3 separate regions of the Sus scrofa genome follow, and regions 1 and 2 are each linked to region 3. Evidence: chromatin contacts called from public Hi-C data. All regions are on one chromosome and are shown on one strand. The core of a region is the stretch at or near the end of the contact, and the rest is flanking DNA. Distances in the headings are between cores, read along the strand shown. Region 1 overlaps SERTAD2 (SERTA domain-containing protein 2). Region 2 overlaps SERTAD2 (SERTA domain-containing protein 2). Region 3 holds the start of SERTAD2 (SERTA domain-containing protein 2).

Region 1 (3,903 bases), core at 970-3,469, 110 kb before region 3:
AAATGCATGTCCCATGTAAGCAACATACATATTCAGAATGTTTACTTGAGTTAATTCTAAGAATTAGGCAGGATCCTGATAAGGTTTTACAAAGATAATTTAAGCTTTATATCATATACTTGAACAATTCACGAAGTAGAAAAAAGAGATGAGGATACAAATTAAACTTGAGGGCAGTGAATGATACTTTGTAAATATGGCAGCCATTTTTTAAAAAGATCTTTATTTTTTCTATTATAGTTGATTTACAATGTGTTCTGTCGCTTTCTGCTATACGGCAAAGTGACCCAGTTTTACATATATATAAAACCTTATATACAGACTTTATATATACTTTTAATGAATATATATATTCATTCTTTTTCTCCCATTATCCTCCATCATGTTCCAACACAAGTGACTAGATATATAGTTCCCTGTGCTATATGGCAGGAGCTCAGTGGCCATTCATTTTAAAAAATAACTACTTTGGGGCTATTTTGAGATAAAATGTATGTCTTCACAAGGACCTCTGGGTATTGATAATTAATGAGTCAACAGAACTTTACCCATTTAGTCAAAAACAATAAAAGTAATCAGGAGTTCCCGTTGTGGCGCAGTGGTTAACGAATCCGACTAGGAACCATGAGGTTGCGGGTTCGGTCCCTGCCCTTGCTCAGTGGGTTAAGGATCCGGCGTTGCCGTGAGCTGTGGTGTAGGTTGCAGACGCAGCTCGGATCCCGCATTGCTGTGGCTCTGGCGTAGGCCGGTGGCTACAGCTCCGATTGGACCCCTAGCCTGGGAACCTCCATATGCTGCGGGAGCGGCCCAAGAAATAGCAACAACAACAACAACAACAACAAATAAATAAATGAATAAATAAAAAAAATAAAAAAAAGTAATCAGAGTACCACACTGACTGTAATAAATATTTATTTTTTTAAGGAAACTACCTTTCCGTATTTCAGTGATCTTCAGGGACCTTTAAGGAAACCCTGCATCTCCTCTACCCCGCTGCCACCCTGGAACATTCCATTCATCCTATCTTTAGGGGCTTCAGAAGCAAGACAGCAGGTGCCACTAGAAGAATCCACATTTTGACTTTTTTCACCAACTACCGTTAGATCGCTAACAACCATCATCAGGTAAAATCTCTTTTATTTTGTATTTCTGGACATTATACAAATATTTTTAAAAGCAGTCTGTTTAAAAAACTGTTCAGGAAAGACTATTGATTGCAATGGTGGTGACACGCAGAGAGGCGGTGGCAAAAATTTCTTCATCAGCTACAGACTAAGGTGCTCAAATTCCTCTGCCAGATCAGTTTGCTATGACAGCAGGGAAAACACAGACGTATACATGTACATGGAAGTTCCCTCCTTTAAAAAGGAAAGAAATCTGAAAAGCAAATCTGTATCATGTATTATTGTAAAATGGGATAAACCACCAAGGGAGGATCAGATTAAAACAGTTGCCAACTCGTTATCTCATTGGTGTGGCTAGAATTTTATGCAAACCTGTTCTGGTGTAGAGATGACCTTGGGACTTTCAGATTCTCTGAGTTTAACTCAACACTTCTAATCCCCAGGGTGGGGTACTCCAGCAGGCCTGCTTGAAGCCCAGAAGCCGAGGCTGGCGTGGAATGATAAGCAGTCGGCCAGGAGAGCAGAGCAAGGGGCTAAAGGTTGATCTGCAGCAAGTAACGCTTTGTTATTTAATTTTCTGACCATGGCCTGATCAAGGAAAACTTTTTACTTTGGTTCAACAGGTTCACACAGACCACTATAAACATGAGAGAGTGAGTGTGAGTGTGTGTGTGCTGAAGAGCCAGAATCCCTATCCCTTCACTATTCTACATGAAACTCCTTAGAAGCACAAAAACGCCTGGTTTACTAGCATCTTCTTTTTGGTTAACTGCCTGTGAAGGTTTTTAGAGGGAAAAAAGCTTAGAATGAGGTAACAACTCTGCAAAGCTACAGGTTTCTGCAAAGGGACAAAAAGATAGTAGTGCAGACGTGAATTAGTTCTAAGAACTGAGGTTTGCTGCTCCCTGGAGTTACTAGAGAAACAAAGCTGCCTTTGGGCACCTAAAACTAGTCAGACCTGCTATAGCAGTTGCACAGTCAGCTCCAGATCTGCCCTCCACTCTCCTCCCCCCTACCCCGGCCCCCACCCCACGCATCCGCATTGCTCACTCCACTCAGCCCCGGCTCTGCCCTGACGTCCCCTGTCCAGGGGCCAGGCCAGCTCCGGACACGCGGCATGCAAGTGTGAGGAGGAGGCCAGACGAGAGAGCAGATGCCGACTCCATTCTGAACTGAAAGCTGCAGCGGGTGCAGAATACAGCTTCTGTGCTCCCGGCTTGCTAAGATAGATACATCAAATTGTGGGGTTTGCTTCAGTGCATCCTGGCAGGGATTCCCAATTAAGTTCAGAGAAGGGACGGGAGAGCTTGAGAGGAGACGAACGAGGCTTTCCAGCTTTAGGAGTCCTCGGACCACAAAGAGAGCAGAATTTCCACAAGGGAGTTTTCACTGAAGGTGGGGCTTGTTTAAATGATAAGTATCTGTTTTGTCCCAAGAGGAATCATCTGTGAGCAAAGATATTGCCATGTTTTGCTTTTGAAAATTTTACCTGTATTTCAAAGAAAATTTTTAGACAGTCAAGCATGTCTGTCTCATGATCTTTAAGGAAAAAAACAAAACAAAACAAAAAAACAAGGCATCTATTTATTACCCAGAATAGGACTGTCGTCTTATTGGCCTGACATATGCCATTCACAGATTCATACAAAGAATGAACTGCCACAAAGTGCTCATGGAAAAAGACACTGCTCCACACAATGAGTGATGGGCGCTCCGGGGGACAGCACTGTTCACAGGGTTGCCCAGCATCTGCACAGAGGGCAGAAGTTTGCCTTTAATACCAACTGCACTGGCCACTGGGAGACAATAATTTTTTTTAAAAGACATGCCAACTTTGGCTGGTTGCTGGTTCCCTCAAGAACATTAAAACTAAAGGAAATATCCACACACTTCTTAAGCAGGAGTCCTCGCTTGTGGATTTCTGTCAATTGTTTAAGGAATCATTAATAACAGTCGGTAGGAAATATATGATCTGTGCATATGCCGTGACCACGGCATTTTCAGATGTTCATGTTATGCTGACCAGCATTGATTTATGCAAAGACCCACGAAGGTGGGTGTTACCCTTGTTTTGAGGCCATTTTTACTTAAAACTGGAGCTTGCCCTCTGGTGCCTGGAGCATACACCTGATCTCTGCACTCAGTAATCAGAGATCTCCCTCTTTCCTCCACCCCCTCCTTTGTCAAGAAACTACAGCAACTACAGCTATCTTCTATAAGATATGCTGTTACAGTAAATATGAAAGTTTTAAAAAATTCTACAAGTGAAAAAAAAAAATTCTACAAGTGAACTGAAGTTCATACTTCTAAGTACCGTATCTACCCATACATATTTTTACTTATGTTGTTAACACTGACAATGTTTTTTTATATATAAACAAAATAAAAATTAAAGCTTCATGGTTTTATACTGGTGTTCTTTAACAAGAATCCATAGCAAAAGAGGCCTCTAACAGTTTCTGCTATAGCTTTTGTCTTTCTTAATAGCTAAAGTGTAAAATATTTTGATCAAGGGCAAACTCTTGAGTATAATTTACTACTGCTATGTAAAGGTAGTATGCTTTTGATTTTTTACTTTTTTCTGTCAATTTAATTTTTGACAGAAAAAACAATCTTTAAGTATTTGTATATAGGTATATATGTATCTATCCTCAACCTCCCCTTATACTTTTAAAATCTGTATTGTGTGTGTGCACCTTTCTAAGTAGCGTTGTGACTTTTTTTCTGCCATTGGAGCACTGTTTAAAATAGCATATGCCAAAACTTATCAGCTGCTACA
Region 2 (3,731 bases), core at 901-3,400, 71 kb before region 3:
ACAAGTCCTTGTGCCAAATACCAAGATGAATGTTACACACGCTGCTTCATTTTCTCCTCCCAGAGGAGATTCAGAAAGGTGAGGTAGGCTTTTTAAGGACTATTGATGAGAGATGCAATCTGAGTCTAGGGAGGTTCACCAAAATTGAATATGCTGAACCAAACAGACTCTTTATTAACCCAATACTTTCACCCCTTCTACCAGAGGTTTGCAAGCACAGCCCTCGTGAGTGTCTACAGTGAAACTAAAAAAGGTCTCAATATTTAGGTCAATGGAGTCAAGTTGTCAGTGCTGGACCAAAAGAGGAAGGGAGGGGAAAAAGGGAAGGGGTGAAAGGTGGAGCTTCAGTTACTATGAAACAGCTCCCAGGGATTTAGATGAACTAAAACTTGTCACCTATTATTCCCTTTAATTCGGATATGCGTTCACAGATGGGTAGCACTTGCCCAGGGAAATTACACTTGCAGAGAACATGTATGTAACATATTCAACTTCAGACGATACTATAACTTGGTAGGTTACCATACGGCCATTAATTAACATTAAAATTGCTCCTGATTATACAGAGTTTCTGACTCCATCAGGGAATATTTCTAAAATTTTAACCATGCTGTAGGCTAAGAAAGAGTTGAATTATAACATTATTACTAAGCAAAATACTAAAAATACTGAAACATAATGGAAGCTATTCTCCCCTGAGCACATATACAACTCCCATTGTTATTAAGAGAGCTGAGCACACACTCATTTGAAGGAAAAAAAAAGAAAGACAGAAACATACTGTAATGCCTCAGAGCTATTATAAGTGATGCATTAGCTTCCTAAGACTAAATAAGAAAAGCAGAGACTGGCTAGGTTTACAATTTTCAAATATGTCCATGTCCAATCAATTATTTATTTTGTGTTAATTTTAATTAAAAAAAAAACTACCCCACATAAAATGTTGCATCACTGATGTATTAGATCATAACACTCTTTACAGGAAAGCAAAGATAAGTTTAGTAAGTTTAATATACTAAATAAAGGTTCCTTTTCTCAGCCGAGAAAACATGTGAGTTGAAATCAAGCATGGGGAGTTCTGGAGTCAGTTTCATAATTACTTATACCCCACAAGAAGTTAGAACAAAAAATCTTTATAGGAAAAAAATGGTTTTAATCCACAATTATATGTGGTTGGGTACATATTCACCACTAGCTATGCAGATCATAAGGTCTCAAAAGCAAATAAATATAAGCTCTCAGTTTTGAGACCTTGGTCTTTCTTTGAAGAATGGGTGTGTAGCAGTGGGGGAGGGGGGATTAAACCTGGAACAGGCCTGGGAAGCTCTTCCAAGATTTTCATTTTAAGAAAGATAGATAAACAAACCAACATTGGGCCCATTTATTGAGGAATATTTGCAATAATGAATACATTTCTTTTACTGTAGTGTGCGTGTTGAGGAGGCTGACATGATTTTTAATTGTTTAGCACCCAAACAGGTTTACAAACATTTTGTTTTAAAACTAATAAAAAAAATTTTTTTTTAAGTAAAACTTTTACCCCAGCAGACAAAGACTTGGGTCCCCTAATGGCTTTATACGAGTTGGTTTTTAAAACCTGGAAACTGATTGGGTGACATTTAATCTCCGAGATTAAAATCACTTAGTGAATATTGTATTGTTCCACCGTTCTCACTGTCATTTTGGCATTTGGGGCCTCGCTCTGCTGCTTCTGCTGGCGCACTTACCAGCTAATGAAACCTAGCCCAGGAGCAGCTGCCTGAATCTATGTCAAACTGCATCTGGCACCCATCTATCTTCCAGCCATCTAAATTCACCTCTGAAATCATACAAAAGCAGCGCAGAGCTCCCTGCAGCCACACCAACACACCAGTCTTTGTTTCATCAAGGCTGTAAAGCAATTTCAGACTTTTTTTTTTTTTTTTTAATTTGTCACATATTTTAGAGGGGCAGCTTTTGAAAGGAATGAGGGAAAGTTTTTTTTTTTCTTTTTTCTTTTTAATCATGAGAATATCAAGTATTAAAAATATCCTGTTAAAATTTGGTAGACCATCATTAGCACAGTTTTGGCTGAAATAGTACATTTAAGGGCTTGCCAGTAGAGACACACTGGTGCCGACAGATCCCAGACAAGGAGGCGAGTCTGCTTAAAATTCTTGAGTTGTCACGGTTATTAAATATGCGGTGCCACAAAACCTTCCAGTACTCAAGGTTTTCACTGTATCAGCTCAGCTAAATTATCAAAAATGCTGATTTTAGCAGGAAATTTATTTACATGTGCATTCAAGAAACATTATTTTCAAGGACCATTATATGAGAGAAAAAGGTTTTACTGGATGAGAGAAATATACATGTTTCCCTCAAGATGAACTCTTTCTTCAAAAATTGTAATTAGTTGGATCACCCTGAAGCAACTGACTCTTCCCCTGTCCTTCTGATGATAATGACCTTTATAAGGGGACACTATTTTCTTTTAATAATTAAAAAAATTTTTTTTTCTTTTTAGAGTCCCACCTGCAGATATGGAAGTTCCCAGGCTAGGGGTCAAATAGGAGCTGCAGCTGCCAGCCTACACCACAGCCACAGCAACACCAGATCTAAGCCGCATCTAGGACCTACACCACAGCTTTCCACAATGCTGGATCCTTAACCCACTGAGCGAGGCCAGGGAGTGAACCCGTATCCTCATGGATACTGGCTGGGTTCTTAACCCACTGAGCCACAACGGGAACTGCCAGGGACACAATTTCCTTTAATGGCTAAGCCTTGAGCCCTTAAGAAAGGAGTGTAACAAAAACGTATTAAAGGATCTCCAAGGAAACGCAAGTCATACACAGATGACACAAAGCAAACTTAGTTCTTAGATCAGAAATAAGTCAAAAAATACTCTTTCTTGCTTATTCATTGATTTTTTTCCTCTCTCTCACACCCACACCCACACCCACACACACACACATTTTAAAATCTGTTTCCCTTTACAGTGTTTTATCTGAACCCTATACTTACTTTTTACTGTGGTATTTACATTTACATCTCAACCTTTTTAAAGTGTACCAATTCAGTGGCATTAAGTGTATTCATATTGTTGTACAACCATCCCTATCTATTTACAGAATTTTTCCATCATTCCAAACAAAAACTTGGTATCCATTAAACAGTAACTCTCCTTTCCTTCCTGCCCCCAGTATCTGATAACCTCTATTCTAAATTCCATCTATATACGACTTTGACTATTTTAGATATCTTATATAAGTTGAGTCACACAATACTTGTTCTTTTATGTCTGGCTTATTTCACTTAGTACGTTTTTGAGGTTCACCTATGTTTTAGCATGTATTCGAATTTCATTTCTCTCTAAGGATGAATAGCATCTTATGGTATGTGTACACCACATTCATCTGTTCATTCACATTTGGGTTGCTTCTACCTTTAGGTTACTCTGCATAATACTATTAATGAATACTAGCATACAGTTATCTGTTTGAGTTCCTGCTTTCAATTCTTTGGGGTATATACCTAGAAATGGAATGGCTGGATCATGTGGTAATTCTGGAACTTTTTGAGGAACTGAAAGTAGCTTTTAAAAACAAATCTTCTAAAACTTAACTTTGTCCTTGAAAAGAGCCATAGATTAGTTACAATGACTAAAATTCTTCTCTGATGTCTGGAGGTCATCAGTTTCCTCCACATTTGCTAAAATCAACAGTGAATTATCAGTCCTTATGGTACTT
Region 3 (3,549 bases), core at 590-3,089:
ATTTCCGTAGAAACTTGGCAGATTTCAGTATAGGAACAGTCTATTCTTTACAATTAAATTTAGCAACAACTTATTCTGGTTAGTCTGAAAGAGAAGGAGAGAATGAACTACTAAGAGGCCTTTCCTGTACTTTAATATTTCAAAACATGTTTGGGTTGGCTTAATTTGAATCTTGTGGACAACTATACCAGAACATGATTCAAAAAGAGTAATAATTTAAATAGGCTGAATTCTCAAAAGTGACCTCAGAAGGCGAATCAGAGTTAACTATTCCTCATGACTTTTACCTCAAATTAATATTAAAGATGCATAGGGTGAAATTCTCATAAAGCATATATGGGCAAGTATGCGTACCTTTGAACAGCCAACAACCAAGAAACCAAATTAAAATTTTGTTCAAGAGTAATCAAGTATATAAAAGAGGGATATCAAAAGGAAAAAAATCCCTATTTGCCCTTAACACACCCCACTGTGCCTGGTGACCAAGAAATACAAAATTCTGTGTTTTAATTTCTTGCTGGAATAAAGGTGAGCTAAAGACGAAGTGTCAAGCTAGATTTCCATCTTACCTTGCATTCCTCCAACAGGTTCAAAGACTTCATAACCTGTACTTCAGTTAATACTGAATCCATATTCTTTTCAAAAGGGGACCTACCACACTAGTCTAAAAATACAAAGCTATGCCACTAGGCAACCTATCTTCTCTTGGTCCACACATTCAAATTACAAATACCTTTTGCTTTGCCTTTATTGACTAAAAGTTTTAACTTTGATTTGGAGGAAAACGTACTCATTAGCTGTTTTACACTTTTTGGCAGGTCACGGTCTATCAGATCAAATCGCTATGACCGCTCACTAAGAAAGCATACCATTGCCGCTCATTTTATAAGCGTTATAATACCCCGATGGTAGAAGTCTGGCAATACCTAGAAATACAGCAAGGCTGGTGAATAAGGAGTCGAGGGGCGGGGGGAAAGGGAGCGAGGGAGGGAAGCAGTCGCCACCTCAAATCCACGCCGGACCAGGAACCTCCAGCCCACAGTGTGATCCCTGCCCTCCCCAAAGTGGACCCGCCACATTTTTCCAGATCCACCCTACCCCCTCCCCAACCCAACACGGTACTCACCCTTCTGCGAAGTCGGCACCGGGTCCAGCTCCGAGACGGGTCGGGGTGGCTGCGAGGGAGGGGACGTCTGGACTGTGGGCGGGGGGTGTCGGTGCGTCACTCACGTGCAGGACGGTGAGTTCGAGGGGTGGGAGCGGAGAGGAACTGGGAAATCAAGTCACGGCCGAAAAGGGAGGAGAAGAAACCGGGGAGAGGGTGGACAGCCCCTTCCCTAAAATAAACCCACCGGCCCCTGCGACCCCTTGCCCCTGGGAGAGAAAATAAAATCAGAGGAAATAAAAGACTGACAAATCTCTAAAACGACGAGGAGCGAGGAACAGACTTTAATTTAAAGGGAGGAGATTGATCGAGGGCTGGAGGGGAGACAGAAGTGGCTCTAGGTCTATCCCATGCCTTTGCAGTCCCCAAGCAGAGGAGGAGGCTGGCTGAGGGGAAGTTGCAGCGGCTCCTGAGGAGGAGGCGGAGGAGGCGGAGGAGGAGGTTACACAGTAACAAGTACAGACAGCCATGGATCAGAGGGGCGCTGCGAGCAGGGGCGGCCGCGGCGGGGCGAGCGGCGGCAGTGGCAGCACCGCCTGCTCGGCTCGTTCAAGACATTTAATTGGATTGATGGGTTGTGCAGTGACTCACAGACTTCACAGAGTCGTACAGCAATCCCCGCCCAGCTGGACAGGGGAGATGCGGCGGGGACGGGAGGGGAAAGGGGGCCGTGGAAGAGCAGGGAGGGGAGGAGGCGACTGAGAAGGCGAGGCGTTAGGGAGGCGGGGAGCGGAGTGAAGTCACCCAATAGGGGAGTCCGCCGCGCCGACGGGCGTGGGCGTCGGCCAATGACGGCGCGGCTCGATAGGCGGCTGGCTTCGCCCCTGGCCCAATGAGTCTTCTAAGGACACCGCCGCGAACAGGGCGGGGGAAGTGGAGTTGGGGGTGGGGAGAGGTGGGTGGACGTTGAAGTGGGGGGTGGAGGGAAAGAGGAGGCGCGGGAGACCGGCGGAGTCACTCTGCTCTCCTCGCTCCCGAAGTGAGCCTTCTACCAATCCGAGGGCCGCCTGGGGGTGATGGACGCAAATGTGTGACCAATGAGGAGGAGAAGGTGTCCGCCGCGAGCCAGAGGGGAAGGAGTGGGCGGGTCATTGCTCTCCTCTCCCTCCCGCGCCGGGGTCCTCCCTCCCGCCTGGTTCGGGTCAGTCACGCAAATGACAGTGTGAGGGCTGGGGCAGTGCCGGGGTGGGGAGGGGCCGCGCTGCTGGCGGCGTGACAGCAATAGCGACTGGCTGTGCTTCCGACTCCGCGCCGGCAGGAGGAGGTGACGGCGGAGGTTGGCTCCTTACTGAGCGTGCAGGCTGCCGCTGCTGCTTCTGCTGTACCCCTCCTGCTCAGTCTCTGCCTCGAGCTGCCCGGGAGCCCCTACCGCCAAACCCCACCCCTGAGAGGCAGACAGATTTGGAGTGAATCAGGTCAAAACTTTGCCCCACGTCTGTGCAGTGCCCACTCTTGAAGACAGCTCCGTGTGATGTTCTGGGAGCTGAGGGAGCTGGACGCCAGAGACTTGGCAATGGTATTTGCCTCCTTGTTTGCCTGTTTTCTGGGGAAGTCAGGGAAGGGTGTGGACAGGTTGAAACAGCTCCTAAATACATACCATTTCTTTATTGAGTTTCTAGCAGAGGCACTTCTTAAACTGGCACGAGCGAAGCTGTACGGGCTTTGTCGTTTGTTTTCTTCATACATGTACGAGTACATATTAGCTTCCTCCAGCCCTTCCTCTTCCACCACTCTTCCACTTTCCTACCCACTCTCCTCGCCTGGTACCCTGACAAAAACTAAGGCGCGCTTACTGCTAGATCTTCTGGCTGCCCATTCCCAATGGCTTTTTCTCAATTTCTTGCCTACTGTCTAGCAGCCATTCTACAAACCTTAACGCTTTCCACATACTTGTACTTGCAAGTAATTGCAATCACTAATAAACCTGAATAGAGATGCCCTCAGTAGCAAAAACACTGGCAGAAATCCATCTTCTTTCCCACAAGATGCATTTCTGCAGGTTATTTGAAATTTATTAGCTTCCTATCAAGAAACTAAGGAAAGGCAAACCACATATCACATCCCTAGAAAAAAAAAGATTTTCAAATCCAAATACTCCATATCCATTTTCCATAGCCAAGTCACCTAGAGAGACCTAGGGTTGATTTATGATCTTGACATGAGGAAGATCTTTTTTTTTCCCATAATTATAAGATTAAAACATACAGTGGTCTGGAATTCAGAGGAGAGATAATAAGTGAACATGCAGGCTTACTGTAGTCGTGTAGAGGCTTTCCTTGATTATTATCATTTTAGAGTGTGAATCCTTCCCCTAAGCCCTAATTGTGACACTCAGCCTGACACCTCTTACCTCTTCTCTTTATGATTTTACCCTATTCCAGGAG

Evidence for each region. Hi-C and Micro-C count contacts between places; a contact is called where the count stands out from the background.
Region 1: a Hi-C map of liver shows a contact between it and region 3, with 1.9 times the contacts expected there. A contact is called at or near these places in 3 of 5 promoter capture datasets (fetal liver, fetal skeletal muscle and liver), 25 of 47 Hi-C or Micro-C datasets (adipocytes, alveolar macrophages, blood and 15 more) and 2 of 2 datasets of targeted methods (alveolar macrophages and skeletal muscle).
Region 2: a Hi-C map of skeletal muscle shows a contact between it and region 3, with 3 times the contacts expected there. A contact is called at or near these places in 5 of 47 Hi-C or Micro-C datasets (epiblast stem cells, liver and skeletal muscle) and 2 of 2 datasets of targeted methods (alveolar macrophages and skeletal muscle).

The regions. Positions count from the first base shown.
Region 1 is chr3:77,296,202-77,300,104 of Sscrofa11.1, reverse strand. The region is part of intron 1 of SERTAD2 (SERTA domain-containing protein 2); the gene reads right to left. Among named protein-coding and RNA genes, the nearest start is that of SERTAD2, 110 kb to the right of the region's middle.
Region 2 is chr3:77,261,655-77,265,385 of Sscrofa11.1, reverse strand. The region is part of intron 1 of SERTAD2 (SERTA domain-containing protein 2); the gene reads right to left. Among named protein-coding and RNA genes, the nearest start is that of SERTAD2, 71 kb to the right of the region's middle.
Region 3 is chr3:77,190,860-77,194,408 of Sscrofa11.1, reverse strand. SERTAD2 (SERTA domain-containing protein 2) reads right to left here and starts at 1,839. Exons shown (of 2, transcript XM_005662514.3): 1 at 1,127-1,839. It overlaps LOC102160963 (a long non-coding RNA gene), which reads left to right and starts at 2,094. Exons shown (of 4, transcript XR_002342636.1): 1 at 2,094-2,681.